Regions from separate parts of the Mus musculus genome. Here regions 2, 3 and 4 are each linked to region 1. A link is a contact called in public HiCAR-type, HiChIP or PLAC-seq and capture Hi-C data. All regions are on one chromosome and are shown on one strand. Each heading gives the region's core, a stretch centred on a gene start, on an enhancer-like site or on the middle of the called end of the contact. The rest is flanking DNA. Distances are from core to core; before and after follow the strand shown.

Region 1 (7,800 bases), core at 3,821-6,320:
ACACAAAACATACAAACAAGAAAAAAAATATTAAAAGGGAAGTACCTGACTGTACTGAGGCCCTCTTGGTGCTGAGAAAGTTTGGGGTAATTTCCAAAACAGCCATGACAATGAGCTGGCATTTGGAGACTTCATGCGATCCTTTCTCAGAGACAGCCATCTGTATTCATTTACAACACCTCCATGTCTCAACAGACGCTGTCTCTCTCGGGACATAGAGTGGATTGTTTCATGCTACTCTTGCCTCATGCCTGGGTGTAAAGAGGAGACCAGAACCTCTGTGGTAATGATGGGGTCCAGTCATCCTTGAGGAAAAGGGGTGTGGCTGAGGAGGAGGGACTGTGAGGTGATATCTTCTGGGCAGGACACGTGGCACTGTGCTCAGGAACTCAAAGCAGCTGTGCTGACCTGTATAAGATCAAGTCAGTTAAAATTCCAGCAAGGATGATGGAGGAGCTCACAAGGCCCCACCCCTGGCTGAGGAGCAGTTGATGGATGCTGGAGGGAGGAGACGTGCTTTCTTCTGAGCGGAGTGGTCACTGCTAGATTACCTGTGCTCTAGTGGGTGATCCCACACCCCTATGCAGATGAGCAACATTGATTGGAATAAGTTGTGAGGAAGAGGAGGAGGAGGAGAGAAAGGAGGAGAAGGGAGGAGGGAAAGGAGGGAGGGGGAGGGGGAAGGAAGGAGGAAGAAGGGAGGATGGAGGATGGAGAGGGAGGGGAGGAGAGGGAGGGGAGGAGGAAGAAGTGGGTGTTGGAGGAGAGTTCAGGGGAAGCTGGAGGAAAGTAATAAGAGGTGGATATGACTAAATACATTGTATACATGCATGAAATTCTCAAAGTATAAATAAAATACTGTATTTTAAAACCTACAGACAGCCAGGCAGTGGTGGCACACGTCTTTAATCCCAGTACTTGGGAGGCAGAGACAGGTGGATCTCTGAGTTCGAGGCCAGCCTGGTCTACAGAGTGAGTTCCAGGACAGCCAAGGCTATACAGAGAAACCCTGTCTCGAAAAACAAACAAATAAACAAACCTACACACACCAGCCTGCTTCTCTGTTGCTATGATAAAACACTGGCCAAAGGCACCTTAAGGCAAAAAGGGTTAGTTTAGCTTACAGGCCTATATCATGATCCATCTTTAAGACAAGTAAAGGCAGGGACTCAAGCAGGAACCTAGAGGCAGGAACTGAAGTAGAGGCCATGGAGGAGGACTGCTCACTGGCTTGCTGCCCTTGGATTGGTCAGCCGGTTTTCATACACCATTCAGGACCACCAACCTCAGGGTGACACCACCCACAGTGGACTGGGTTCTCACACATTCACCATCAATTAAGAAAATGCCCTACAGATTTCCTGGTAAATCAATCTGTCAGAATCAACTTCTCAATCTGGGTGCCCTATTTCCAGGGGACTCTAGTTCATGTTGAGTTGATTAAACCCAGCCAGCACACCACAAGGAAATTCAATCAATTGATTTTTAAAACAGAGAAAATTAACAATGGAACGGAAGCACTGTGCTGAGCACCAGAATATAGCTGGTTAAGTGACTGCCCACCCATCCATTTGTCCCCAAACTCTTCAGCCACCTGTCACCTCCACATGTAAGTACGAGCCTTTCATCCACTCAGGAATGCAGCCACCAGTCCCCTCCTGCCTCTTATGCTCCATACAAAAGCCTGCTCAGAAACAAATGCTTATACATAGGTTAGGTGTACTGGTAGCTAACATTTATGACCCCAACACATAGGAGGTTGGGCTAGGAGGTTGGGCTAGGAGGTTTGCAAGTTCTAAGCCAGCCTGGGAAACAGAGTAAGACCCTGCATCCAATCAACAATAAGAAACATATTATACACATGTATGTGCATGCCTTGACTTCACTTAAAACTACATACAAGTGTCAGCTCAATCTATCAATTCACTCAGTCCATACCTGTTGAAACATATACACACACACATACACACTCATATGCACACATATACATATACACACGTTATACATGCACGTGCAAACTAATATATACAAAATAAATAAGCAAATAAATACATGTAACAAATTTTAAAAGGGGGATTATCAGAAGCCCCAAGAGACATCTAGAGACCCCAGGTCTGGGTAGATACAGGGTATTCTAAGTCAGGGGTCATTTCTCTTGTAAAGAGAAACTGGGGGACACTAATACCCTATTGAAGGTAAAATCCTGATTCACAGGAAGACATACATATGCATCCTAGGCACCTGTGACTAGGTTGCATTGCCTTACACGAATCAGAAATTGCACGATGTGGTTAAGCTAAGGACCCTCGGGCCGGGAGATCATTGTAGACCAGCCAACTGGATTCAAAGCATCACAGACTCTTAAAGGAGGGAAGGAGAGCACCCAGTGTGTTGACACACACCTTGAATCCCAGCGCTTAAGAGGCAAAGACAGATAGATGTTTGAGAGTTCAAGGATAGCCATGGCTACACAGAGAAACATTGTTTCAAAAGGTGGGGGAGGGGTCAGAGCCAGAAAAGCAGAGTGGTGTAAGCCCAGGTACCAAGAAGTATAGGCAGCTTCCAGAAATGGATATTTTCCCACAGGATCTGGAAGGGAACATTACAGTGTCACCCCTGGTCACAGTTCTTTGTGTGTGAATCCCAGCTCCACCACTTCTTAATCCCCCCCCTAGAAATATGGCACCTGTTTGTTACTTGCTAGCTGTAGAGAGGTGTGGAGATGAACCTGTCTCCCAAGGTCCCAAGGATGGAATGGGCCCTACTGTTATACCGAGTACTTGGAGCTGAGCCTGCCTGGAAACACCATCCCTATGTTAACGTGAGGTGCTCGAGAAGGCAGAGAACACTGTGGGAGTGGTTCCAAGGGCAGCCAGGCACCACACATTGCACTTGTCTTTGTTAAGGCCACCTGCATAGGCTTTTGTGCTGCCCTCAGTAGCTGCAGGTGTCTCGGCCTTGGAGCCTCCCGCTTTGCTTTGTACCTCTCCATCTCTGATCATGTGAGCAGTCAGGAGACAGAGAGAGCCCATTTTGCTCTGCAGCTGAAAGACTCTCGCAATCACTCCCAATCCCACCAAAATGCACTCATGTGTATACACACACATGCACACACTCATATGTGTGGTGCACACACACCCACATATACACATGCACCATATACATAGGCATCTGCACACACACACATATGCCGGTGTGCACTCACCCACATGTATACATGCACAGGCATGCACATAGACACACCCCACACACATCTGAGTGCCTGTGCACACACACATGTACACATGCACACACACAGACATGTGCACACCCCCCCACACATACATGCACACACTCATGCTGGTGAACATACACCCACATATGCACATGCACACATACATAGGCATGTGCACACACACACACTTGTACAGGCACACCCACATATACACATGCACATAGACAGAGGCGCGCCCACACACACACAAACACAGCCTGATCTCTCCACTGTTCATACTGGAGTACAGCCTAGCAACCCTGAGCTGTTGCTTCCCAAACCCCTATTTACAGAGGTTTTGTTTGCAGAGTCGGATAGTGTTGTTTTTCAGAGCATCTATTTAAAAACCAGAATGCCAATGCTGTGCCAGGTCAGGCTGAGAACCATGAAGATAAACACATGTTCTTGACAAAGACGACACTTTTCCCCAAATCATAAACGACAATGAACGCTATTGTGCAAAATCTGCTTTTTCCATCCCTTTATTCATTAAGAAACACAAAGGTGTTTGTTGTAAGAGATCCTAAATATTTGAATCCAGTCCCCTGTGACTTCTCCCTGAATTCCAGAAGCTGGCTATCTGCAGCAGAGCTTTGAAAACTCAGGCCTGACTCTGAGTTCCATTGTGTCCATCCTGTCTTCTTTAGGCGGGGTGGGGGGTGGGGGGTGGGGGTGGGGTGGGGGGGTTGCCTTTTAGGTCAAGGCAGGCATAAAGGAATCTGTTTTCACCTGCTTGCGACAGGTGGTTTGGTCAGTTCTGTGCCTCAAAAACATTAGAAAGCAGTAATAGTTATTTTCATTTATTTTCTTATTCACTCATTCAAAAAGGTTCTAGGGCTAATTCCAAGGCAGGCTATAAAGACAGTGGTAGCCGGGTGGTGGTGGTGCATGCCTTTAGTCCCAGCACTTGAGAGGCAGAGGCAGGCAGATTTCTGAGTTTGGGACCAGACTGGTCTACAGAGTGAGTTTCAGGAAAGTGACTACACAGAGAAACTCTGTCTCATAAATAAATAAATAAATAAATAAATAAATAAATAAATAAATAAATAAATAAATAAATGGATAGATAGATAGATGGATGGATAGATAGATAGATAGATAGATAGATAGATAGATAGATAGATAGATAAAATACAATGGTCACATCCCAGCAGTAACTTAGGCAACTGGCAGGCTGAGGCAGGAGGATGGGCAGCTTCCAGCCAGCCTGGGCTGAATATGAAGACTGTTTCAAAATAAAGAAGGAAGAGGAGAAGGAAAGGAGGAGGGGAAATCTCGGTGGATTCTGATAGGTTATTTCTCTGCCGCAGGTGAAATAAACCAGATTAGATTATATTAAAGGCATGTTTATCAAGAAGCTGTTCTTGGGTGGGCGAATTCACTGGCCCCAATGACCAAAACCAGGGAAGTAGCCATGGGGAAAGAGGGAGAGGGGAGGGAGAAAGAGAGAAAGCAGTGAACGCACAGAGTGAAGAGAAGAAGAAGAGAAGAGAGGGAGAGACCAAAATGTCTGGATTGTATAGGGAACAGCCTCTGGGGGAAAGGCAGCCCAGATGTGGGCTGGAAAGTTCAAGGTTGGGGGCAGGATATGCCAGGTAGGGACTGAGGGATGCTGGGAGAACCTGGAGGCCAGGTCTGCTTTGATATGTAAAATATGCGCTTCAGTTCCTTGTCCCAGGTTCAAAACCAAATAGTTCCCAGTTGGTTCTGTGAAATGACTGAATACCGCTCCGCATCCCCGCCCGCCTCATAGCTGACACAAGCCTGGAGAGCCAAAGCTGAGAGATCCTAGCAGAGGGAGAGAGCCCCAAATCCCTCGCGTCCCTCCCTCATGCTGCCATTGTTCCCGGCTGTGCAGGCTGATCCCGGGAGTGTGCTCTGAGCTCAGAGTAGAAGATTGAATTGAGGTGGGACCCGCTTGCCCCTCCACCCCCTCCACCCACTCAAAGCCGGGATGATGGTCCTTGCCCGTCCCCGGGATCTTGGGTGAAGGTTTTCATGCGGACTGGGGGAAGGGCGGGGCGCGAGCATGGCTTTCCAGAATAAAGTCAAAGATAAGAGATTAGGACTCACAGGCTCCTCTTTCCCCAGAGTGCAGTTGTCTTAATCCAGGGCTCCCCTGGGTAGGGAGAGGCTGGTAGGCTGGGGGAAAGAAGCCGGGGGGGGGGGGGGGGGGGGGGGGGTGAGGGGGGGATGTCCTGATTCAAAAAGCAAATCTAATCTCCAGCAGAGAGCAACTACAGGGCACACTTCCGTCCAAAATAATCACAGCCCTTCATTCTGATCAGGCTAGAAGAACACAAGAGCATGTGGCTAACCGACTGGAAAGTTGGAGTGGGGAGTAGGTTCAATGACATACCCAGCCAGTGGGAGACAGAGGGGGGGACAAAGAGTACTTCTCTTTGAGGCTCAGGGTATTATTATATTCATCCATTATTCACTCAACAAACACTTTGTAAAATGCGCATGTGTATGTGCATTGGGAGGAGAGTGTAGTCAGCTTCTATGCACACAATGTGCCTGTAGATGTCAGAGGTCTAACCTTCCATCTGCTGAGGTCGGATCTTCTTTCTGTTGGTACTCCAGGCTAGGGGACCTTGTGGATTCCATGTGTGGTGACAGGCTAGGGGACCTTGTGGAGACCATGAACAACGACCAAAGATGCAGAGTGCACAGCCAAGAGCATGCAGGAACAGGAGGATACAGATACTGAGCCCAGAGTGTTCAGGGAGGCCTTCCTGGAGGAAGAGGAAGCCATGCTGATTAGTCAGCCAAAGTGGAAGAAGCCAGGCATTGTATGGTTTACTAAGCAGCCTCCCTGGGCTCTGTCCATCCATGTCAGGAAGATTGCCCACTGCCATGAGATCCCCAAAATCAGGGGACCCTTTGCCTTCTGGCTTATGATCCCCATCTCCACTCTTGCCCAAGGTTAGAGATCACAGCCTATCTACAGTCACATGCTTAGACCGTGACACATGAAGTCGGAGGTGGAACCTGCTTGCCCCTGTACACATCCCAAACCAAGTTGGTCCTGGTACTGCTCAAAGCTCTTTTCTCTCCCTGGGATCCTGGGCAAAGGATTGCATACCAGAGGATAGCCATGGCAACATCATTCTGCAGTGCCCATGTCCTGTCTTTTAAATCAGAGCATCTCACTATCCTAAATTGCACCAAGTAGCAAGCTCTGCTCACCAGTGAGCCTTAGGCTTCCAAGCAACACATACGCTGCTTTTGTCTGTGGATCCTGGAGTTCACGCTCAAATCCTCATGCTTGCGGGGCAAAGTACCTCACTAACTGCGCCACCTCCACAGCCACAGTTCTACTGTGAGAAAGTAGAGGTTGACACAAGGTCCGGCAGGTTTCCAGGGGTGTCATATGCATGACTTCCTCTCTGTCCATGATGGATTCAGCTCTTGTCCCTAACCCATACCCACAGGCAGAGACCTTCAAGTCACTCGTGGGAAATCAGCTCGGAGCTGTTTGGGCTTCGTATGGTCAGTGAATTCAATGGAGAGCAAAAGACCAAGAGCATCAAGGGGCATAAATCTGCCCGATGAGTGTGGATTAAAGAGCTCTCAGCATCCCAACGCTACACCTGTAATTACAGCCGCAATGAAGCTGAGTGAGCTCTGGCTGATGGAGGATGCAGGTGAATCTCACCTGTCACTGTGTGGTGCATGGCTTTGTACTGTGGTTTACGGCCGGCCATGCCTTGGGGCTCACAAGCAAAACGCCCTACCTCACCTCATCACCGTCAACCCCGGTTTGGAAAGGATTCCTTCCTATCCAAAGACATCTGCTTGCCTGGACTGAGAAGCCAAACAAGACCCAGATACCCCTGCAAGGGTTTATTGCAGGATTAAGAAGAGATACCCTTCCAACTTCAGACCCAGATGAGGGTAGAGAGGAAGGAGCAAAGTCTGTGTTGACATCAGGACCTCCGAATCCTGTGACATGACATAGGCGGGACCCGCAGATCTGTTACCAAGACAACAGCCACCATATTCTCAGAATCCACTTGGCTCACCTCTCACCTTTACCTGCATTATGTCATTATTCATAGATATATATGGAATGCTCTCTCTCTCTCCCTCTCCCTCTCTCTCTCCTCTCTCTCTTCCCCCTTCTCTTTCTGCCACCACCTTCCTTGCCCCTCTCTCTCCCAATAAACCTCTTACATGTGGAACTGTTTTAGCCTAGTGTGCTGTGTTCAGACTTGAGCCGCTATTCTAACACATCAGTCCACAGAGCAGCAAAGGTTTGTTCCTCTTCTTTTGTGACATCTGTTCTCTGCAGGCCCAGAGAACCTGACCCAGTAAGATGGGAGGAAATTCTTTGTATGCTCTAAAGCCTAGGGTGAGGCAGCTCTCACCTTCCATCCTACAGTCTCCTTAGAAACACTAAGCTATCTGTGGCACTGGGTACATGATAGCAGGCATACACATTTTTTTTTTCCTAGAACGGACCAGACAACAGATATGTCTTGACTCTTTGGAGCAGACAGTCATTGTTTCAATATTCTCACCCCGCCCTTTGTGGCCCCTCA
Region 2 (7,800 bases), core at 3,505-6,004, 610 kb before region 1:
TTAACCCAGAGAGACAACTGTGAGGGCAACGGGGCTCTGTAACATCTGCTCGCTGAGTTGAGAGCTTTTTTTTTTTTTAAATCACTGTAAAACTGAATTCCCATAGATAAACCAGGTGGAGAATCAAAGGCAGAAAGACACACAATTGAGGTGGGCCCCGATGTCACAGGTCCAAGGATAAAATCCACAGCCACAGCCCATGCCTGCCACACCAGCACTCTTCTGTTAAACAGCGATGTGGGGGGAAGGAGGAGGAGAAGAAGGCAGAAGCAAATGCAACCATTCGAAAAAAAATCCGTAATTATTAGCATGATGACATTGCTGTATCATTATTAATAGTCAATCTCTTCGCAATCCCATCTGATTTCCTTCCTCTTTTCTTTTATTTTTAAGATTTATTTATTTATTTATTTATTTATTATATGTAAGTACACTGTAGCTGTCTTCAGACACACCAGAAGAGGGCATCAGATCTCATTACGGATGGTTGTGAGCCACCATGTGGTTGCTGGGATTTGAACTCAGGATCTTCGAAAGAACAGTCGGTGCTCTTAACTGCTGAGCCATCTCTCCAGCCCCCTCATCTGATTTTCTATGCACATTAGTGTTTGTAACTTGAAAAGCCAACAAACAAAAAACAAACTCAAACAGTCTGGGAAGAGTCGTGGCCTCCCTGGTTTGTATCCAGTCGGCTCTGGAGCTGCCTTAACTCACTGGCATCTGCTGTTGACCTCATTCTGAGCTCTTGCTGAACTTCTCTGGGTCATGTCATGCTCACATCAGCCCAGCACCTCCAAACTAAGAGAGAGTAGTGTTTCCCTCCAGGACCTAAGGACACAGTCCTTTGGATGGGAGGATCTTCCTAGAGCCATTCACAGAAGCCAGCAACAGAAAGCTTTTGGTTGGAGCCTGCAAGATGGCTCAGCAGGTAAAGGGGCTTGCTGACAAGACTAGCAGCTGGAGTTCAAACCCCAGAGCCCACAGGGTAAAAGGGAGAGAACAGATTCCTGCAAGGTGTCCTTTAACTACCACAGAAGCATTGTGGTGTGTAGGCACCCACACACAATAAATAAACAAATGTAGTTAAGTGATTTTTGTTTATATAGTTTGTTATTTTGTTCTTAATTTGTAAAATTATTCATTTTATGTGTGTTTTGCCTGTATGAATATATGTATGTATGTATGCATGTATGTATGTATGTATACCACATGGTGCCTATGAAGGTTATAAGAGGATATCAGATCCTCTAGGACTGTAGTTACAGATGTTTGTGAACTACCATGAAAATGCTGGGAATCGAACTTGGGTCCCCAGCAAGAGCAACAAATGCTCTTAACGGTTGAGCTGCCATCTCTCCATCCCCTAAAAATATTTTAAAGTGGGCGTGGTGTTGGATATAATTGATCCCGTCGCTAAGGAAAGACAGAGGCAGGTAGATCTCTGTGGTTGAGGCCAGCCTGGCCTACATCGTAAACCCATGCATCGGATAAATAAATAATGTCAACTTAGGAAGAAAGCTTTTAATTGGCCCAGTCACAGTCATTTGGGGAGCCCCTGGGTTTTACTCCAGATGTAGCGTGCACGATTTGTACCAGTGGGCTTGCAAGTGAAATATCAGTACAGCTAAAACGGCCTGCCTCAGCAAGAATGGGGTAATCCAAGCTTGTAATTCCAACATTTTAGAGGCTGACGCAGGAGATTGTCGAGAGTTTAAGGTCAGGCAGGGCCACACCTATTTCCAGATCGACCTGGGCTCCAAAGTGAAACCCTGTCTCCAACAAATAACGACAATGAAACAAAGAACTAAATAAACAAACGGAGAAAATAACCTTTACTATAGTGAGCCACATGACCTGGAGCTGACCTTGTGACGGCTGATGTGTGCTCTCAGTGGAGCCTTCTGGAAGCAAGACACAACTGTTCAAATTCACTCTTTTTTCTTCTTCATACTCAGAACGTGCAGGCTGACGTGGCCGCTCATGGCCACGAGGGGGCAGCAGAGCCCCAGCGTCGTCTGCCGACCCAAGGTCGGTCGGTGGTGGCTGCCTGTCCTCCACCGCAGGAAATTGCAGGCGCCTCCTGGTTTAAGCAAAGCTAATTGTTCAAGAGTCCCAGACTTTTCTGGGATCAGATAAAGCTGGCTGTGTGACTTTGAACAACTCATTAACCTTTCTAAGCCTTAAGAAACGATAGATAATGGCCAGTGACTACGCCAAAGGCATTGTCGTTAAAAAAAAAAAAAAAAAAGTAAAGGACACTGTGTAAAGCGCTGTCCGGCAAAGACAGGATCAAGAGGAAGCGGGGTTCAGGAAGGAGGGCTCGATGTTTGTCACAACAAGTTCATAAAGAAAAAAAAAAAAGCGCGGAGACTTGAGCAAAGTCCTGCATGTCTGCATGTTTATGGGGGAAATGAAGACCCAACAATGGCAGGGCATTAACCGAAGGGAACTGTTTACTCTAAAGGGTTTGCACTCCACGGAAGGCAAAACAAGAAGGCTGGGGAACCCTGATGCAGAATGTGAAGTCACTTGCTGCTGGTGTAAAGAGAATGCAGTAATGTGTGTGTATGTGTGGTGTGTGTGTACACACACGCACACCTGTGCATTTATGTGTGTAGATGTGTGCACGTGTCTGTACGTGTGCACTTCAGATTCGGTCATCTCTTGCCACCTTGTTTCAGACAGGTCCTTTTTGTTGGTGGCCACTGTGCTGCAGCCTAGCTGGCCTGTCAGCTCCCCAGAATTCTTCTGTCTCTGCCTCCCACCTCACCCTGGGGACTGAGATTGCTGATACCCCAGGTGCTGTGTGGGTTCTGGGGAATTCAAAGTCAGCTGCTCACACTTTACCCCAGGGCTCTGTTCTTTTGTTTTAGGGCAGAGTCTGCTAAGTATCCAGGCTGCCCTTGAACTTCCTTTCCCTGGCCTCCCGCACTTGCTAGGATTACAGATGAGCACCGCTGTGCCTGGCTATGGTGGCTACTTTACAACACCATGGGAGAGTGGATTGAGACCAGTGAGGTTGGTAGATCTTTAATCCTAGGACTTGGGAGACAGAAAAAAATTCAGGTGAGAAGCACAAACACTCTCAAGTGACCAGAGCCACCTGAGCAGTAAGAGCACTGCTGGCTCCAAACACTGGATCTCAAATTATACTACGTAGTTAGAGCAGCACAAGATTTGACTTTCTCAATGTTCAACTATGCATCGTGTTCATGCAGTGCCCATGGGGGCCAGAAGAGGGTGCAACGTCACCTGAAACCTGAGTTACAGATGGTTGTCCCCTGTCGTGTGGGTGCTGTGAATCCAGGTCCTCTGGGAGAGCAGCCAGCACTCTTAACCACTGAGTCATCTCTCTAGACCCTTGGTTTTGGGGTTTTGTTTTGTTTTGTTTATGACAGGGTCTCCTTATGTAGTCCTGGCGGGCTTGGACACCTGTCTCTGCCTAGACAGTGCAGGGATTAAAATGTGTGACATCGCCGTGCCCTCTTCTGGCCTCCTCCAGCACCAGGTAGCCACGTGCTACCCAGGCAGAAGATCTATACACATACACATACACATAAAGTCAAATAATAATTTTAAGATATTTTAGGGGAAAAATGGTAAAGCAATCGGGGTGTGGAGACTGAGGCAGGAGGATTGTAAGACTGAGCACTGCCTGGATATATTGGAGTTGTGGAGGGGTAGTAAAAAAGTAAGACGACCTGAGATCAAATCCCAGCACCAGTGTAAAAAGCACTGGGGACAGAGACAAGCAGATATGTCCCAGGAGGTCAATGTCCAATTAATTAATTAATCAATTAATTTTGTCTATGTGTGCATGAGTATGTGTACCACTGGACCCGAGTGAAGATCAGAGGTCAAGTTATGAGAGTCTTGCCTTCCACCATGTGGGTCCTAAGGATTGAATTCAGGTCCTCTGGCTTGGTGGCAAGCACCTTTATCCACTGAGCCACCCCCTGGCTTGTCCAGGGATTTTGTTTCATGTTCCTCTCCACCTCATCCCCTTTGGTAGCTCTTGTTTGAGCTTTTGTTTTGTTTTCTGCTAGGGACTGAAGAAGGGACTCCAGACCTCAGGCATGCTAGGAAAGCACTCTACCACTGGGCTGCGCTCTCGGCCTCTCTTACCCGCTAGGTCTAGGTCTTTCTGCGGAGGCACCACATCTGAGCACTGCATTTTACAGAGGAGAATTGGCGGCTCAGAGGATGACCTTGTTTGCCCCAGGTTCCATGGTCGATGGACATCCGAGAAAATAAAAGGTTGCTTCTCCCCTATTCCAGAGATGACTCCAGTTCACTGTAAGCAGAAAAAAGAAAGAAAGAAAGAAAAAAGAAAGAGAGAAAGAAAGAGAGAAAGAAAGAGAGAAAGAAAGAAAGAAAGAAAGGAAGGAAGGAAGGAAGGAAGGAAGGAAGGAAGGAAGGAAGGAAGGAAGGAAGGAAGAACTCAACCTAGTCTAACCGATAGCGGACTGTACTCTCTGTCACGGTGAAGATGTTTTTAAAGCAAACAAACAAACAAAATAAAAGAGCAAACAAACAACACACACACACACACACACACACACACCCCAAACCAAAAATAAAAAATAAAATAAAAACTTCATTCAATGTTTATTTAGTTATCCAGTGTTGAGCCAACCTAGGGCCTTGCGCCTGCGCACAGGTTTTCTACTGCTGAGTCACACCTACAAGCGGACATGGGATGGGATTCAGGTGATTGTGATCACGAGACTCTAAATTCAATTCCCAGCCTCGTCCTAGTCAGGGAGCGGGCTCTCTCTGCATCTGGACCAACCACTGTAAAAGACTAAGAAGCAGAAACAGGGAGGCGTCTCCGGGAGGTATGAATTGGGGTGGAGGCGTGGGTGGGGCCTGCGGTCCACGTTTAACCTGGTTTTCTGCCAGACTTAAGACTGAAGCTGAGAGGGAGACGGTACCGAAAGCGGGGAGGCCCTGAGGCTGGAGACTACCCTCTAGTCCTTCAGGAAAAGGAATTTGCTGTGCTAAGTCCCCGAGGCCAGAGGGGGACCCTGAGAGTCAGGCGCTAGGAAATCAATCCAGTGTCCTCTGCTTGTGTTGCAAACAAACAAGATTAGCAAATCAAAGCCCTAGCTTTCTTACTGAAGCAGTCCTGCCCCAGGGGGAGGATCCACTAGAAAGTGCTAATCCACGGACAACCTCGGCTTCTTTTACCTCCAACTGTGTGAGTAGGGAGCTACCCACCCTCTCTGTGACTCAGTTTCCTTGGGCTTAAAAAGGATATCATTGGGCTGGTGAGATGGCTCAGTGGGTAAGAGCACCCGACTGCTCTTCCGAAGGTCCAGAGTTCAAATCCCAGCAACCACATGGTGGCTCACAACCATCTGTAACGAGATCTGATTCCCTCTTCTGGAGTGTCTGAAGACAGCTACAATGTACTTACATATAATAAATAAATAAATCTTTAAAAAAAAAAAGGATATCATTGTAGGAAACCACTTTGTAAACTTTTTAAAAAGAATTTAAAATAACGTTGCCGGGGTTTTGTTGAGCACTTACAAGCGCGCCTTTCGAACCTGGCTCAGCCATAGAGCAATGCGCTGGAATCCTCTGCAGAAGAGCTGGGGCTGGGTTTCAGTGGTAGAGCTAAACTCAGAGCACTGATTTAGAAATCCGCTATGGTGGTGTGGCACCCTGGGGCTGTGGCTCTGGGGCAGAGTGCTTACCTAGGATGTGCAGGATCTCGAGTTCGAGCCTCAGCACTAGGACATGAACTCAACTCCCCCCACCCCGTATAGAAAGGACCTAATTTCTGCATCCATATTTTGTGTATCGTGTGGCTCACAACTGCCTTTGTGGGTAGTGAGTGTGCAGATGCATAACTAAATAAAAACAAATCTGGCTCTGTACTCAGAGCACGGTGTGTGTGTGTGTGTGTGTGTGTGTGTGTGTGTGTGTGTGTGTGTGAGAGAGAGAGAGAGAGAGAGAGAGAGAGAGAGATCCCAGCACCCATTTGATGGCTCACCAGAATCTGGTGCCCTCTTCTGGCCTCCATGGGTACTGCATGTGCGTGTGTATAACACACACACACACACACACACACACACACACACCCACACACGAAGGCAAACACTCACACATAAAGACATAAAGTCAGATCTTTAAATATGGCATCCTACTGAGGAATAGTCAACTATGTTAGAGAATAGTAATTGATAATTTTAAAAAAAAGGTGGGAGATCCGCCTGGAAACAGGGGAACCACACTTTACAATAACAACAGAACAATTCGTAGTAACAATCGAATTGATGAGTACGTTTCAAAATACTTTTCTTCTAGGATAGTTGCTTGGCTTACACTCCTAAATTGGGGGGCAGGAGGAGAAGGCAGAGAGGTGGACCCCCATTATTAACCCAGCTTCACACTGTTAGGAAAGGTGATGTAACCTATACAGCAAGAGCATGCAGATATAAATGCACAGAATAGTGACCAGGATCTGGAAACAAATGTACAGGCTTTTGCACATCTAACCACGTACAACCAGATACACCTGACCCTCTGGTCACTTTCTATGTAATTGTATGGTGCAGACAGCTGAATGTGTGTCTCTCTGACCACACTGAATGCAGAGCAAAGGCTGATGAGGGCGTGCCATCTGGGCAAATGCTTAAAGAAGACTTTTTTTGCGAAACTAGACTCCCCGAGGATCCAGAAAGACTCGCTAGTCTCCCCCCAGCAATAAGCAAAAACCTAAAGGGTAGAAGGCACCCCAATTCAAGGGAATTCCTAGACCTTCCACCTCAAACCCAGCTGCTGATTCCCTGGGGTACACAGGCTAGGAACCCTGATGTTGTCATTTAAGGATGCCTTTCTCCACGACGGGCTAGCCTGAGCTGCACAGTGAGACCCTGGCTTTCCTTCCCTGCCTTCTGTATTTGTAAGGAACATACTGTGTGGCCGTCCAGAGAGCCAGGTTCAGGGACGTCTTGGGAAGGTGTCACTGCCCCCTGCTCGCAGCAACCTCCTGCTCACTCTTCTTCTGTCTGTTCTTTTAGCGAAGGGAGCAACAGAGAGACAGAAATATATCGACCTGGGCAGAAGGTGCCCATAGAGAAGATCCTTCTGGAATCACACTGGTGTGAGGCTGAGATCTCTCCCTCTGGACTTGGAGCTTCTACAGACATGGTGATTTCACAAAGGTGAGCGTGTGCCCACTCAGGGTGGAAGGAGAGAGGGAGAAGGGAGGAGAAGACATATTTATCTCCAGGGACAAAATTCTGGACACAGATGTTTGGGAGCCCACAGATCACAGGAGATTTTAAGAAAACTTAATCTGCAGATGGTTTAAGACCAGGGTTTGACCTCTTTACCTCCAGGTAATGCTGTGCATTCTTGGGGCAGTGACTTAACCTCTCTGCATCCACATTTCCTTTTGAAAGGGATCACGTGGCTTAATAACAAAAACACTTATAACATATAAGGCGGGTGGGTGTCCTACCACCAGTGAGGTATGAGGACCCATTGGCTATTTGAGGACTTACCCATGTCTCTGCCAAAGGGAGGCTCAAAGAAAGACATCACAATTAAAGGGGGGATCTCCTTACTTTGATGTGATTTTGGGGGGGGGCTGCCTCTGGGACTCCACCTAACCCCTGGGGTCTGACAGCCATTGTTTTCAGCGATTTCCAAGGGACTGGATGGCTCTTGTTGGTCAGGGTGTCATTTTGTATATCTAAGACCAGGTAATCTAATTCCAAGAGATGCCTCTCCTGGGCGAACCACTGGCTTGGTCAGAGGAAGTGCAGCTTTCTTTAGTCCATGGCA
Region 3 (7,800 bases), core at 1,582-4,081, 590 kb before region 1:
CATCTCCCACCCTCCTTGATCAACCTTTAGCTGGGTTGTTTTCAACAGAACACAATGTGCAAGTGAGTGAGCGTGGTCAGGTTTCATTTGAACTTGACTGAGTAGTTCTATGTGTGTACTGTTCATTGAGAAAAAAATTTCCTTCCATTCCAAGGGTGGTGGTGCATGCCTTTAATCCCAGCGTTCAGGAGGCAGGGGCAGAAGGATCTCTGTGAGTTTGAGGGCAACCTAGTCGGGAGAGAGAGAGAGAGAGAGAGAGAGAGAGAGAGAGAGAGAGAGAGAGAGAGAGCCTGTTTTTTAAAAGGGCAAAACAAAACAAACGTCCCTCATGCATCTGGAAGGTAAAGTGGAGGGTTCTGGTCCGCACCAATCACCCTAGTGCTTAGGATGAGGACCCGAGGCTCTGAGGCGAGCTAGGCAGTATAGTGATGCAGTCTCTAAAATGAAACTTGATCTATTGTCCCCAAATCAAAATAAAACTGTAAGCAAGGGGCTGGAGAGATGGCTCAGCAGGTAAGAGCACTGACTGCTCTTCCAGAGGTACTGAATTCAAATCCCAGCAACCACATGATGGCTCACAACAACCGTAATTAGATCTGATGCCCTCTTCTGGTGTGTCTGAAGTCAGCTACCATGTACTTATTCATTATTATAATAATAAATAAATCTTTGGCCCAAAGCGAGCAGGGACTGGGCAAGCAGAGTCGTCTGGAGCGAGCAGGGTTGACCGGAGTGAACAGAGGTCCTATATTCAATTCCCAACAACCACATGAAGGCTCACAACCATCTGTATAGCTACAGTGTACTCATATACATAAATAAATAAATCTTAAAAAAAAAAACTGTAAGCAGGGCTGGGGACTTGGCTCAGTTAGCAAGGTGCTTGCCCTAGCACACATGCACAAGCTCTGGGTCTCATCCCTAGCACCACGTAAACTGGGTATGGTAGCAAATGCCCATGATCTAGCACTTGAGACATGGAAGCAGAAGGATAGAGTTCAAAATCATCACCAAATCGGAGGTCAGCCTAGACTATGGGAGACCTTGCCTTCGAACCAACTAACCAATCAACCAAATGTAACCTTCCTTATCAGTGTGAAAGCAAGTGGTGGGTACTGTCAGCCTGTAGGTCATGTCCTGTCCACCCTGTCAGTGTCTCCTTGTGCCCACAGGGAGAACAACAAGGCGTGCTAGAGAGACAAATGGTTTGAAGCAAAAGGAGAAACCGGGATGCAGAGGGTAATCTTTTATATTGAACACTCCTACAGGAAACCTTTTTTTTTTTTTTTTTTTTTTTTTTTCCGGCTGGCCCATCATGAACCAGGACTGGACAGGAGTCCCAGCCCAGTCCTGAAGTTCAGCAAAGGCATTCTGGATGAAGTGCCAATGATGACCTCAAGAGGGCGTGCCTGAGGGACTCGGACTCAAGCAGTGGCTCCTAACCAGGGCTGATGCTGTCAACGTGGTTCAGGGCAGCATCCAAAGACATCTTAGGTTGTCTCCCAAAGCGTCTGTCTAGTGGGCAGATACCAGAGCTAAATGGCACTACCCCTTCCTGAATTCATAGACAGGACATCCCTGAGCTCATAGAACCAGCCAGTTGTCACCAGTGCCCAAGTTTGAAACCTAGGCTGAGGGAGCACTGGGAGAAGGAAGGTGACAATTTGGCCTTGAAATAGCTTGCTTCTGAAGAGTCGGGTGGCGTGCAGTTGAGAAAGGAGAGGCCAGGTCACTCCTGTCCGAGGAGGCCACTGAAGATGATGCTGTTCTATGATCATAGGACTTTTTGAAACGTGCTTCCGAGCAGGACTTTGGGATCATTCCCACTATTGGATAACTGGTAAGTTTGAGGTGAAGCAGACAGTGAATTTGATGAGCTCCAGATACGAGGATTGTGAAAGAGGGAGTCAAGGATAATCATTTAGAGACATCCACAGGAACCCAGTGGTCCAAGGACAGCTTAGAGACAATGAGCAGAAAGGTACAACCTGGGCATCATTCATCCTACAAGACCGTCATCTTCATCCTCACACAAGCTCCAAAAATTCTCTGCCATCAAGTTACATGCTGGTCCTTGGAGTATTTTAATTATCTAATAAATCGATAAAAATAATTAAATGACAAAATTAATAACTAAATCAATTAATCATAATAAAAATAATTAATAGAATAATTTAATTAACAAGTATGTATACAATGTATGTGAGTGTAAGCATGTGGATATAGCTCAGAGGACAGATTCTGGGAGTTTGAGTCTCCTTGCAGCTTATGAAGTACCCCAGGCTGGCCAGACTGTGACTTTCAGTTCTGACCTCCACTCCCACGCCCCATCTCCCCGTAGGAGTGCTGTGAGCTCAGATACATTCCTCCACATCCGACTTTTAAAAACGTGTCTTCTGAGGTTCACACTCAGCTGCCAAGCTTGCTCTGCCGGCACTATACACTCACCTCATGGCATAAGAGATGTTACACAACTTGATCAAGGTACCAAAGCAATATTGTAGCAAGGTACAAAAACAGGTCCTGTTGTTTTTATTCTACATCGTATCTTTGTGCCTCAGTACCATGTTTCCCTCCTTCCCTTACTTTATTTTTGTGCAACTTGGCATAGAATCTAGGGGCAAGCTCTACCATCCACCCCCAGCCCTCTTTCTTATTTTTAAGAGACTTGTTCTCTGCATTCGAAAAATCTCCGTGAACTTCTCCGGTGCAACCAGCAGATGGCAGCAAAGGAGCGGCTTAGCGAAGCCATGGGCGCCTGACTCACGCTGGCCGCAACTGCTCATAGCTTTTTCCCAAGGGAAGAACCCAGAAGCAGCTCAGGTAGAGTGCAGTTGTCGGTTGCCCGGTCCTGTTTTAACCTGAAGAAATCGAGAAGCGCCAGGAGGGTGCCGCTCCCATTCCAGTCATCTCCAAAGTGGTCCTGTTTAAAGACAGAGCAAAGGACCTGTATCCTCATCATCTGGAGAGGCAGACACCTACCTACACTTTATGACCTGCCTTCAAGAAAATCCTGGGGGCAGGCTCGGAGTGGAAGAGAGGTTGGTGTGGCATTTGTCTTGAGAAATGGGTGGTGTCTGGTGGGCAGGCTGGAGTCTCTTGAGTCAAGCAGGCAGCTTCCGATTTCATGGATGGTATTTTTGAAACAAATCTTGGGGCTGAGCAGGATACAGCCGGGCTGAGCTTACTCGTGGGGTAGCGAAGAGGCCTTCCTCCCCAGTAATCAGAAGGAAATAAAGAAAAACGGACCATAGATGTCCCCTTTGTTTCCTGAGCGTTTCTTTAGATGGTCATGGATTTTTTTTTTTTATGATAAGTCAAAAATTACACAGTAGTGGAGAAAGGTAGAAAACACACCCAGGCTAGCCTCTACCTTCTTCCTAATTCGAGGTCCTCTGTGCAGGCTTGGCTTGGGGGGGGGGGAGCCAATTACATATCACTGAAAGTGTTCCTGCGTTTTTGTTTTTTCTCATCTTTGCTCTGACTTCTATACAGGTGTTCCCCCAGGCCCCAGAGTAGCCTTCCTCCAACATCCACACAGGTATTTCCCAAAAGCCAACCCCACCCCACCCCACCCCTCATGTATGTCTTAGTGGAGAAAGTTTGGGATCCCAGAACTTGGAAGAGTCTGACGCAAGAGCACTGAGATTTGGTGGGGAGAGGGGTCCACGTGGGATGCAGGAGAAAAGGCTGTCATCAAACAAGATACCATCAAACAGAAAACTAGAATGTCCTGAGAGGGTTGGAGGGGGCATGGAGCAGAGGAAACCTGGCTAACCTTGACAGTATGGTGAACATTGAAGCCACATCCCCCCCACTCCACCCAGTCCCAAGCCGGGACCCCAGAAATCTCCCCACAAAAGGGCCTCCCCTACAGTTTCCTATACCTTCCACCCTGGCCTCTAGTGAGAAGTAATTTTGTTTTATGAAAAGTAGTTGCTTTTTATTGCCTGGGATAGCCTAGAGAGGGTGACCCTCCCAACAGGAAATTAACAGAGAACTCATTGAGGGTGATAATGACTGCTCATAATCATTCGGCTGATAAGTTAATATAACTGATTAATCAACTAATTATACAGTGCCCGAACACACCTACTTCCTTCAGCCTTCCCATTTAAAATAAGCAGGCTAAGACCAGGCGCTACGAGTGGGAAGTGGGAAGTGGGGAGTGGGGTGTGTGTGTGCTAAAGTTAAATTTAACCTAGGCAAGCCCCAGGCTGAAGGCACCATCTTAAATCTTAAGTCCAAATGTTCCTAAACCCCATTGGTTATTGTCCCCTGAGCAGTGTGTGAGTAGGTCATTGGTTAGGATCACACATCTCCGAGAATCTGAACTTCTACTGCCCTTTCAGAAGGCTGTGCACATGTAAACTACATTTTCTGTGTAATTTTCACGGGCTCCTCAAAAAATAGCCCTATAGAATAGCCAGTGAGCTCAGAGTAGCTGACCTTGGGGAGAGCAGGCTGGGCTGGGCCGATAGAGGGGTTGCTTTTCCTGTGTGGTGGCTCCTGAGTTGTTTGGTTATGGCACTGTCTTTCCAAACCTGCTCTTCCCAAGGCTCTCTGCCAGATTGGGAGAACTGGGAGATAGCTAGAGCTACTGCCAGGGTGAAGAATGCCTCTTCTAGGCACAGAGAGATTTAAAAAAAAAAAATCCTACAAGATGCTGGTTCTGGGGACTGAGATAAATGAATGACAGCCCCACAAAGGTGACCGGAAGGAAGGAAGGTCTACCCGAGGGTCAGTTTGGTGTCCATAGTGTCCTTGACACTTGGAGACTTTGGTGAGGCCAAGAAAAATGCTGGTGTGAAAGAATACAAGTCCAGGGTTGGCTCTGGGGTCCTGGGGAGGACAAACCACCGCTCTGGGGACCAGACAACTCAGCAATCCGAAACCAGAGCCCAGGTCATTAGCAGGAAACCAAAGTGCCGGGGTATCGAATTTCTAAAAGTGCCAATACTGGGCTGCCTGGGATCCTAGCACTGGTGCAGCTGGTGGTAGGGGCATGTGAAAAACCAGATGGCACCATCAGTCGGTACCCTGTTCTAAAGAATTCTTTCCGGTCCCCCTGGTTTTGTCTCCTATTCCTGAGGCTTAGACCAAAGCTGGGAGACAAGTCTTCAGTTTGGGTCCTCTGCACCTTATGGGGGTGGGGGTGGGGGAATGTGTGTGGCCTACAATCGCCCAGGGGCTGGTCCTCTGTCTAAGATCTCTGGCTTCTCAGCAGAACCCTGGTTTTTACTCCCTTTCTGTCTCTTGCAATTAAAGTCACATCGATGCGATGCAAATAGAGGACCTGAAAGGAAAAACAAAAACAAAAACAAAAAAAAAACCCAAAACCTGCATTTGCAGAGGTTTCTAGAAAAGGAACAGAACAAACTAGCAAAGTATAAACACGATCTTCCCAGAATCCCCACCTGCAGAGCCTGTGTCTGTGTCTGTCCAGCTCTAGGCCTTTGCTCCTGGCTAAAGAGAACAACTGTAGACTCTGGGGATCCCAAGGGGCATCTGAGCCTGGGAGCCTAGGACACTCAGCTTCGTCCCTGATCTGCCAGAAAGAGGAAGCCAGGATATAAACCTTGGGCCTGCTTGACTAACCACTCTAGTATTTGGTTGAGGACGAATTAATCCCTTCTACCTGGCATCCACAGGGCCTCAACCTCCAAGTCTTCACCTGGAGAGAAAGAAGTCCTGATTCCAAATCAAAGCCCTACTTTGACAATTGCACCATGGGATTCACACCAAAATTACAATCCTGACCTCTGAAGAATGGAAGCAGCCGATCCCCAAGCCGACCCACAATTTCTCTGTATCCGGGACTGCAGGTAGGGACACCTGAGTTAGGAAGAAAGGTTGTGTTCTGGGGCGCCAGCAGAGCTCAGGTTAACGACTTTAATCTGCCTGCGTCTGCGTACTGGCGCTTTCTACCACGGGGCCTGAAAATCGAACGCCCTTTACAGGGTTAATCGTGCGAGTGACTGAGGTCACTTCGTGGGTGCTTTCCCCAAGTGCACCAGGCCAGAGCGCGCACGCGTTCCCCCCTTGCAACGCCATCAATTTCTATCGTGGTTATTCTGTGTGCTTTGAACACCCACATCTGCAACATATATTTCTTGATTATACGCATCTTGATTATAAAACAACCGAGTGCGTTTTACATCCGGAACTGTCTCGCAAATGAAACTCCTAAATCCAAATTGGAAGGGACGTCCGCAGATGGAGCACACACAAGAACACGCAAACACACACATGGCTTTCTAACACCTGTGGGCCCCTGGGCTCGGAGTACCAGCATCCCACCGCTCCTTGTAGGTACCGACTTCTATGGCTTCATCTAGACAATATTAGGCCACTCCTGGGGGAACGCTGGGGGGGGGCACACAAATACTCCCCCATAGCTATTTTCTTGGCTGGCTGCCAAGAGCCCAAGTTTAGAAGCCGGCGAGGCAGAAAGTGTGCTGACGGCAAGGTTACAAGCGGTCTTATAGAGCCTCAAGGAGCCTGTCTGTTGGCTTAGGGGAAAGGTCAGATCTCTGGTTTTCCTCGAATGGAATTTTTTGAAAGGCCTCTACCTACTTCGAAACTTTCACCCATGCATAGGTGGATCTTAGGACAGTTCAGGTTCAGAGAGAGACTCTGTACAAGCCTACACACCGTACACCCCTCGCTAGTTACTACAGGACAACCTAGACCGGGGGCAGGGGGGCTGACTGCAGGGTCACGACCCCTGCCTGTGCCCAAGCACGCCCTTCGGCCCCTGCAATTAGCGCCAGGAGGTCAGGAAGAACCCGGACGCCTCTACCCACAGCTCTAAAGCCCAGCGAAGGTGACCTCAGCCCCTCCCGTCCGGTCTCAGACGCCAGCGCAGCCTGGAGCCGATCTTCCCCACTGGCGGGCTGGTGGGCGGGCGCCCGGAGGGTTCTAACCGGTACCAGCATTCATGACCTTATATCCACGGATCTCCAAGGCACTCCAGCCCTGCAGGTCCCCCAGCACTGCGGGGATGGGAGTCGCAAGGGGGGCTGGTGGTTGCAAGAACTCTGGTCTTCCTTTGTCCCTGTAGACGCGGCCGGGAGAAAAATAAGAAAAGTCCCAAACTTGGAGTTTATATAGTACAACAACAAAAAATCTGGACAAAGCGAAGTTGGTCTGAGTTGAGACTATGTGGGCAGATTGGTGTGTGTGTGTGTGGGAGGGGTGCGGGTGTCTCCTTTTATCTGCTACTCCTCCATCCTGGTTACCTCCTCCTGTATCTCCATATTTCCACACGGAGAGAATAAGGAACTACAGTCCCCCTCCTTGACTTTCCAAAAATCCCTTGGAAATCTCGTCTGAGGCCCACATAGGGATAGATGGAAGACTTGGCTCTTCTTCTGACAGTAGTGAGGTGGGGGCGGGGCGGGGTGGCTTTGGAGAGGGTATGTCAGACTGGGGTCGTGGGGGGGGGGTGCGACCAGAAAGGGGCGCAGAGGTGAAGACCTCACGTTCCAGAATCCAGAAGGCTCTGGGGTGCCTAGCCAGCCGCAGTTAGGCAGGGCGCATTCGTGGGTCAGACAGACAGGTGGCACTCGAAGCCAAGGAGAAAAAAAAAGGAAAGGGGAAAAAAAAAAAAAAAAAAAAAAACCAACCAACCCAGGCGCCGGCCCCGAGTGGCCTCCGCAGCCGCCGCCACCACCACCATAAAGCCCGCGGCGAGATTGCGACCGGCGCCAGGTGAGTAATAGGTACAGAAATTCAGAGAGATTGCGAGCGAGTCACCCCTGGTCCATCAGCGCCACAAGAGTTACACATTAACAGCAC
Region 4 (7,800 bases), core at 1,532-4,031, 560 kb before region 1:
GGATGGCGCTGGGGAAAACATGGCGTGCGGAGCCAGGTTCTCCGTGTGCCTCCCGTAGACTGAGAGAATCTCTGGGGACACATTAGGTTGTGGAAAAAGGCTTCGCTTTTGAGCCTCACCCTCAGCAGTTGCAGAGGCCAAAGCTAGGAAGGCCAGGGAGGAAGAGGGTCATTTAATGAGTGACAGATCTGGAAAGTGAATCCTCTGGGGAGGCTGGAAAAGACCAGGATTCATCACCGACTCAGGAGGCCACCGGGAAATGCTCTGAGACTCCACCTGTTCTAGTTCCATGCTAGTTGAATGGTGGTGGTGGTGGTGGTGGTGGTGGTGGTGGTGGTGGTGGTGGTGGTGGTGGTGGTGGTGGTGGTGGGAGAATACCTCAAGAGCCAAGGTGCCAAAAGGCACTTGGTTTCCCAAATCCCATAGCACTGCGCCCCTTTTTGCAAAGTTTGTTTCTCCCATCCTTCCTCACGCTCCCCTCCCCTCCGCTGGGCAGAAGTGAGGGACTCACATGAGGCATGCTAGGAAATGGGAGGGAAAGGGGTGGGGGTGGGGGTGGACGCTGGACTGGGAACATCCATTCCAGAATTCAGGATTCCTACTTTTAAGGGGTCCAGGATATCTTGGGGTCTGGACAGTACGGGTTGTCAGATGGCTTCAGTGGTCCTAGAAGAGACTCCATCAAAGTCATTAAAACTTCAGACTATAGGCTGGAGAGATGGCTCAGTGGCTAAGAGCAATTGTTGCTCTTGCAAAGGACGCAGGTTGAGTTCCCAGAACCCTACATGATGGCTAACAATGGTTTTGTTCTAGGGGATAAGACTCTTTTGTGGGCGCCCCTAAATACATGCAGGCAAGGCACTCATAGGCATAAAATAAACAAGTAAATAAATATTTTTAAAACAACTTTAAACCTCAGGCTAAAAGTGGCTCTTGTCATCCCAACACTCAGCAAACAGGGTCAGGAGGACCCTTGCAAGATCTTGGTTTGCCTGGTCTACACAGGGACTTTGAAGCCAGGCAGGGCTACACATCAAGATTTTGTCACAAAACCAATGCAAGAGAGAAGCTTGGTCTACCACATTGGAAGACTTCAAACACGTGCTAGGACTTGATTTACAGAGCAGGAGAGGGAGGGAGGGAGGGAGGGAGGGAGGGAGAGAGAGAGAGAGAGAGAGAGAGAGAGAGAGAGAGAGAGAGAGAGAGAGAGAGAGAGAGAGAGAGAGAGACTGTCTCACTCACTCACAGAGCTTCTGTGGTCTGGGAGTGGCAGGGAGGGAGACCTGGCTTTCCTATCAGTTTTATCAGAGCCAGGTTTTTAGAAAGTAGTCATTCGAGGATGAAAAGAATGTCAAAGAAGACACAGAGACTAAAAGGGGAATACTCATTTGGGCTGCCTGTGGTGGTACATGCTGCTGAGGCAGGAGGATTACAGCAAGTTGGAGACCTGCTTGGGCACTATAGCAAGAATAAGCAACAACAACAACACAACAAAAGAATTGTGTCTAGTTCCAAAAATACATTTTAAGGGAATTAGTGCTTCTCCAAATGGATTCTAATGTGCAAAACAAGTCCAGGAAAAACAAACCTATTTTGAGATGATAGAAATGAAGCTTGGTGTAAGTGCTGGAAAACCCGGGTTTCCACAAGTGTTTGCTGAGTACATTCTAACTCCCGAACACTGCACACCATTCTGGAAGCTCATGGGAGGAAGGGTTCCTTCCAGGTTGGCCGTCCTGAGTTTTCTTTGCTGGGGTTAAAAAAGAATACATTTTAGCCCATTTTGAAGACAAGAAAACAGAAGATCTAGGAAGCAGGGGGTGGAAGGAGACAGTTAACTCCAAGGTCTTAAAAAAGGTAGCACTAGACAGTGGCAAGGTGACGCTACGCAGGTTTTCAGTCCTAGGAAGGTTAGCTGCTGGGAACTTCGGAAACTAGGTCCAACAGCCAGGTCCCCACAGGGTGAAGGGCACTGGCAGGCATCACCATTCGTACTTCTCCAGAACTGCTAGCTTCCAGAATTGAGATCTAACTGCTTCCACTCAGTGTGAGCTCTTTGCTTCTGAGTGGATTGAGACCTCCTCCCAAACCTCTAAGGAGGCTCACTCCACAGCACCGCTGTTGAAATAGCACCCGCCAAGGAATCCCATAATCCTTTTCCCCACTCCCTGTCAGTCCCACTCCCCATCAGTGTCCCAATGCCTTAGACCGCTTTCCAGGTAACGTGAGCCTTGAGTGTTTGTTGATTGGCTGGATAGACTAACTCTCCTTTAATTTTTTTTTTCCAGGAAACACATGAGAAGTTGGTTTATGTGTATGTGTGTGTGTGTTTTGTTTTTTTTTGTTTGTTTGTTTGTTTTTGCTTGTTTGTGAATGAATAAGGGTGAGACTGGTGGATAAGGTAAGAGTGATTTTGATATCTTCTGGTGCCTGAGAAAGCCACTTTCCAGCAGCTTTGGGAAGGAAGGCACTTTGACTTTGTCTATATTTTCGCCCTATACTTCGTTAGGATGATGGATGAGGGAGAGAGCCCACCCCACTGTGAGGTCAACTTAATAGACTGGGATCTTCTCCCTCCACTGAAACTGACAGTTCTTCCTCATGGCTGCCTGCTGGGTTCCACCCAAAAGGTGACTTTTCGTGTCTAGCTCCCAGGAAGCTGAGTGTCCAGTCTAGCTCCATTCTGATGAGCCTTCAGGCAGCCAAGGCTGGGAAATCACATCCCACTCCCATCCTGGATAGAGGGCTTGGCTTGAATGTATCACCTGGTCCTCGGACTTCCCAGACATGGGCAGAGTCCCTCCTTGAATCTCTAGGGTTCCAATCAGACTCTAGACCATCTCAGCTCCCAGTCGCTTACTCAAATAAGTTTTTTTTTTTCCGACAATTATTTGAGAAATTCTCCCGGGAACAGGAATGGCCACAGTTTTCTCACACCTCAGATGCATTTTTGTTGCTCTTCGGAAAAGGCAGGTAATTTCACGGAGAAGCTCATTTGCCCCAGGTAACTTACTGACACACTGGGGCACCTAGAAGCCCGCAGCTGCACAGCCAGTTTCTTCTTGAGCCTTTTTAATCTCAATGGGGATGCTTGGTTGATGACTGGGTATTACCCTCGCCCCCTCGCCCCACCCCCACCCCCATTACTGTAGAATCACTCACTATGCAGCAACCTTGAACTTCCAATCCCCCTGCCTCCATTCCATCTCCCCAGTGCTAGGGATTCGCATGCTGATCAACCCCAGAGTTTCCTGCATACTAGGCATGCACTCTACCAATGGAACCACACCCAAGTTGGTATCTCACTGGCTTTGGGGCTTGGTCCAGGAGAGCTGCGAAATTGGTGGCGGTCAGGGAAGTGGCTGGAGGACAAAACCTAAATTTTGGAAATGGAGATCTTTCAAGATTTTTTTTTAATGTATAGACAAGTGTGTGTGTGTGTGTGTGTGTGTGTGTGTGTGTGTGTGTGTGTGTGTGTGTGCAATCGATATAGTCCAGACAGCACTTCACAAAGGGGCTCCAGGCGGTGCCTCCTCAACACAGCCTCTTACCCACCGCCCGTCGGGAATTAATTGAGCCCTGAAAGAAGGAACCAAGGAGCTCCAGATAATTAGTCAAGAAATGAATCAAGCCCCAGCGGTCTGGCCAGGACTCCTAGGGCGCTGGTTTTGTGCAAGCCCGAATGGGTCACTGGGTCGGTGGGGAGCTGGTCTTAGGCCGGGTGTGGCGCGGCGGGAAGCTCGGCTTGGACGCCTGGGCCCGGCGCCCTGAGCACTGGCTCCTCCTTCCGTCTGTCTGTTTCGGTCTGTTCCCCCCACCCCTGGTTTCTTTCTTCCCCTCTGATCTTGGCCGTCACCCCCCTCTTCTTTCCGGTTCTCTCCAGTTCCCCCCAGACTGGATTGATCGAGGTTCTTGTGAGCCCTAGCCTTAGGCTGGAGGCATCTGGGGATTCGAGATGCTGGGGATGGTCCGAACCCCGAGACTGAGAGGGACCTGCAGGAATGCCACCTCCACCCGCAACTTTGGAGACCAGAGACTGCTATATGTCACTAGATAGAACTCTTCCTTCTTGAGCCATCCGGATCTGAGGTCCAGATCCGAGATCCCAAAGCCCTGGGAAATAATGAAAGATTTTGAAGACATTTGCTAACACTGGCCTGCGAGCTCTCCCTTAAGAACTTACGACCTATATACAGCTCAGTATTTACTGAGGCCTACCAAGTTCCCACTTGACAAGCTCCTTGAACAATTGCTTCAGTGGAGATTTGGGCATTCCAGTCTGAAGCGGGCATCCTGGGCATCCCGGGGAAGGAGGGAAGTGAAACACTCCTCCAATGAGCTCAGAGCACTGGGATCCTTTTTTTCCCTGGAGTCCCATAGCAAAAGAGGGGAAAGGCTGGATGTCTCACTGGCTAGCTGTGCCCTTCCTCCTGCCACTGGTTTCTTAGGGAACTTAAGACACAGGTGTGCTCCTGCCTTAGCCTGATAGCAAATGCTTAGGACCAACAAGAGTGTCCCCAGAATTGTCTTACTGCCTTACCTCCTTTAGATAAGGAACCAGTCTGTCTCTCTGTCTCTCTGTCTGTCTCTCTGTCTGTCTCTGTCTCTCTGTCTCTGTCTCTGTCTCCCCCCCCCCCCCCCACTTCCTCCAAACATCCAGGTAAACTGCCTGAGTCCCTCCTCCTCTCCCGGGATATGCTTAGATACCTATCAAACCCACCCACCCGGGTTGTAGAGGCAACCCTGCTCTCAGACTACAGCCTGAAACAGGTCCTTTTTTTCCCCCCCCCCTTTGATGGTGTGGTTCAAAGCTTCAAGGTGCTTATGCAGCAATAGGGGTAGAGTCCTGCCTCTCACTGGAGGCTCCCCTCACTCCCAAAAGGCTCTGTAGGCTGCAGGCTGCCTCTGTTAGGCTTATAAAGCCAACTGCTTGGAACTTTGGTTTCCCTGTACCTATGGTAGAGGGCAGGACTGGGAGGGGGTGGCTGGTGACCTGACTGCAGTGTGTAGATGAGGTTCAAGACTGGAGCCTCCTGTGATTGCTTCCCAGAGGATCACACTTGCTTGTGGGTAAGCCACATCTTGAAGGGGCACACTGAACACGCCTCCCCTTTCACACTTGGAATGGTACACACCAACCTCTGTGATTCTAGTGTCCCCTAGGTGGGACCCACAACTATTTATTGCCAGTTAGCTGCCAGGGGCTAACACTCCAGAGTAGACAGGGTTGACTCTGCATGCCTGTGAGCTCCAACATGACTTATGCTTCTGCAGACCCAGCCATGGACTCTAACAAGGTTCTGGTACACCTCCTTCAAAGAGTGGGGCCTAGAGCCCAGAACTCCTGAATGAGTTCATTGATCTTTCTCTGTAAGCCTTGATTACTTTTCAGAAACAGAACAAAGTGGCTCCTGCTACAGGCGACATGGTAAGGAGTCTCAACTACAAGCCTAACTTGGGGCATATAGTTAGTGTTCAGTAATTAGGTATTGCTGTTTTGCTTCTTGTTTTGAGACAGAGTCTCCTGTTTCTCAGGCTGGCCTGGAACTCCATATACAGCAGAGGATGGTCTTGAACTCTTGATCCTCCTGCTTCTACCTCTGGGGTGCTGGGATTATAGGTGTGTCCCGCCACAGCACACTTCTGTGCTTCTGGAGGTTGGAACCAGAGCTTTGTCGTTGCCAAGCAGATCCTCTGCTAACTGAGCTACACCCCCCAGCCCTTGGGTGTGTTAAACCCCTAGAATTGCTTAGCTTTTTTGTCTTCCTTCTCTCCATCCCTTCCTTTCTTTTCTTTTCTTTCTTTTTCTTTTTTAGATTTTAGGACATTTGATTTTATATAATAATGAGATATTTTGTGGATGGCACCCTGGTCTAAAAACAAAATTTATTCATGTGTTGTATACATAGCCCAAAGGCAATTTGTTTAGGTTTGGTTCGTACTTATTTGGAGTTCCAGCCTCATTCTGTAGCTCAGGGTAGAATGGAATTCAGCATGTAGCCCAGACTGACTGGCATCAAACCCATGACCCTTCTGCATCAGCCTGTTTAGAAGTAATTTTTTTTTCTTTTAGATCATATTTTCAATGTGCTCCCAACACCTGAGGTTGGGAGAGATGTCTCCATATATGGCATCATATTTGTATAGATTTATTTATTTATTTATTTATAGACAGGGTTTGTCTGTGTAGCCCTAGCTGCCCTGGAACTCACTCTGTTGACCAGGTTGTCCTCCAACTCAGAGATCTGCCTGCCTCTGCCTCTCAAGTGTTGGGATTAAAGGCACGCACCTCTATGGGCCAGCAAAAAGAAAACATCTTGCCAAAGGGGTCAGGGGACAGAGGGGCTGAGTTGTCTTACTCTGTAGTCCAAGGTGGTCTGGAACTTTCTTATATAGCTCAGAATGGCTTCAAATGCATGGTCCTTCTTCTGCTTCCAAAGCCGTCACACCTGCAGCCTCTCTATTTTTCTTCTATTTTGTTCTCTTACTTAACATCTTATTATAATGCCTTTTAAAACTATTCTAGCTGACATGGTGCTGTATGCTTGTCATCCTTGTGTATAGAAGGCGGAGGCAGAAGGATCTCAAGCTCCAGGTGGGCCGAGGCTACAGAGTAAGACCCTATTTCAGCAGGACCTGTAAAGCATCCACAGAGATCTTCAACTCTGCCCACACTGTGTCTGGAAAAGGCAGAGAGGCGTTGGCAGGAATGGTGGAGACAAGACAGCTCAAAGCTCAAGCTGGCATTCTGAAGTTCAAACAAGCTCAGAGCCTAGAAAAATCTAAATCCGAACACAGAACACCACCACCTTACTAGTAAAGCACCCTGAAACACATGGGAGCTGTCACACCCCGAAAGCTCCACTTGCTTCCTGGGCAGGCGAGTTTTGGAGGAAGACACTTTGGCTTTCCCGGCCCATCCTTTTGATGTTGGTGAGGAAGTTCATCTTTGTGCCTCTCCTCACATAGTCTGACCTCCCCCATGATCAGAGCCACACGTCAGATTTAGGCTCCCGTGTCTGTGGCTTCCTTTCTTGACTTCCCTGGTTTCTTTCTCCTCCTGGAAAGCTGTTGGGTTTGAATAGCTGTATGCCTGGCTCTCCTATGTTCCGGGTCTGCCATGGTGTGTGGTGTATGGGAAAGCTTGGAGAAACAACTGCGTGCCCAGTGGGCGTCAAGAGTTTATCTCAGGCTGGGCGTGGTGGCGCACGCCTTTAATCCCAGCACTCGGGAGGCAGAGGCAGGCAGATTTCTGAGTTCGAGGCCAGCCTGGTCTACAAAGTGAGTTCCAGGATAGCCAGAGCTATACAGAGAAACCCTGTCTCAAAAAAAAAAAAAAAAAAAAAAAGAATTTATCTCAGGGTTGGAGAGATGGCTCAGAGGTTAAGGGCACTGACTGCTCTTCCAGAGTTCAATTCCCAGCAGCCACACGGTAGCTTTCAACCATCTGTAATGGGATCCGATGCCCTCTCCTTTTTTTTTTTTTTTTTTTTTTTTTTATGGTTTTTCGAGACAGAGTTTCTCTGTATAGCCCTGGCTGTCCTGGAACTCCCTCTGTCGACCAGGCTGGCCTCAAACTCAGAGATCTGCCTGCCTCTGCCTCCCAGGTGCTGGGATTAAAGGTGTGAACCACCATGCCCGGCCTCTGATGCCCTCTTCTAGTGTGTCTGAAGACAGCAATGATATACTCATATACATAAAATAAATACATCGTTTTAAGAAAAGAGTTTATCTTCTTCTTACTCCCCAACAGCACACTGTAACAGCTGTCATGTTCATTGCATTTGTACCAGCCATTCC

The links. HiCAR-type assays count read pairs that join an accessible place to other places. HiChIP or PLAC-seq counts read pairs in DNA pulled down with a chosen protein or histone mark. Capture Hi-C pulls out chosen DNA fragments and counts their contacts.
Region 2: a contact with region 1 is called in an H3K27ac HiChIP or PLAC-seq map of embryonic stem cells, with 8 times the contacts expected there. The contact joins two enhancer-like sites. A contact is called at or near these places in 1 of 15 datasets of contacts at CTCF or cohesin (stem cell-derived epiblast-like cells), 8 of 115 datasets of contacts at active chromatin or transcription factors (embryonic stem cells and stem cell-derived neural progenitor cells) and 1 of 9 other capture datasets (embryonic stem cells).
Region 3: a contact with region 1 is called in a HiCAR-type map of embryonic stem cells, with 5 times the contacts expected there. The contact joins the promoter of Tbx3os2 here to the enhancer-like site in region 1. A contact is called at or near these places in 1 of 39 promoter capture datasets (embryonic stem cells), 1 of 15 datasets of contacts at CTCF or cohesin (embryonic stem cells), 14 of 484 Hi-C or Micro-C datasets (colorectal tumor organoids, differentiating embryonic stem cells, embryonic fibroblasts and 6 more), 17 of 115 datasets of contacts at active chromatin or transcription factors (craniofacial prominence, embryonic basal ganglia, embryonic forebrain and 8 more) and 1 of 9 other capture datasets (embryonic stem cells).
Region 4: a capture Hi-C map of embryonic stem cells shows a contact between it and region 1, with 3 times the contacts expected there. The contact joins two enhancer-like sites. A contact is called at or near these places in 11 of 39 promoter capture datasets (3T3-L1-derived adipocytes, the C10 cell line, the HPC-7 cell line and 7 more), 8 of 115 datasets of contacts at active chromatin or transcription factors (craniofacial prominence, embryonic basal ganglia, embryonic forebrain and 5 more) and 3 of 9 other capture datasets (embryonic stem cells, embryonic tail and embryonic trunk).

What each region holds. Positions count from the first base shown.
Region 1 is chr5:119,095,126-119,102,925 of GRCm38.p6, reverse strand. No RefSeq gene overlaps it. Among named protein-coding and RNA genes, the nearest start is that of 1700081H04Rik, 9.2 kb to the left of the region's middle. Within about 2 kb of position 5,070, at least 13 of the 459 cell types and tissues checked have an H3K27ac peak or open chromatin away from gene starts, as enhancers often do. A contact at or near this core is called in differentiating embryonic stem cells and embryonic stem cells, where this site is marked.
Region 2 is chr5:119,707,260-119,715,059 of GRCm38.p6, reverse strand. No RefSeq gene overlaps it. Among named protein-coding and RNA genes, the nearest start is that of Tbx3os2, 20 kb to the right of the region's middle. Within about 2 kb of position 4,754, at least 19 of the 459 cell types and tissues checked have an H3K27ac peak or open chromatin away from gene starts, as enhancers often do. A contact at or near this core is called in embryonic stem cells, where this site is marked.
Region 3 is chr5:119,686,249-119,694,048 of GRCm38.p6, reverse strand. Tbx3os2 (T-box 3, opposite strand 2) reads left to right here and starts at 2,831. Exons shown (of 3, transcript NR_040416.1): 1 at 2,831-3,041; 2 at 5,652-5,825.
Region 4 is chr5:119,652,967-119,660,766 of GRCm38.p6, reverse strand. The region is part of intron 1 of Tbx3os1 (T-box 3, opposite strand 1); the gene reads left to right. Gm16064 (a long non-coding RNA gene) reads right to left here. Exons shown (of 2, transcript XR_878735.2): 2 at 1,505-1,750. Among named protein-coding and RNA genes, the nearest start is that of Gm16064, 11 kb to the right of the region's middle. Within about 2 kb of position 2,781, at least 6 of the 459 cell types and tissues checked have an H3K27ac peak or open chromatin away from gene starts, as enhancers often do. A contact at or near this core is called in embryonic stem cells, where this site is marked.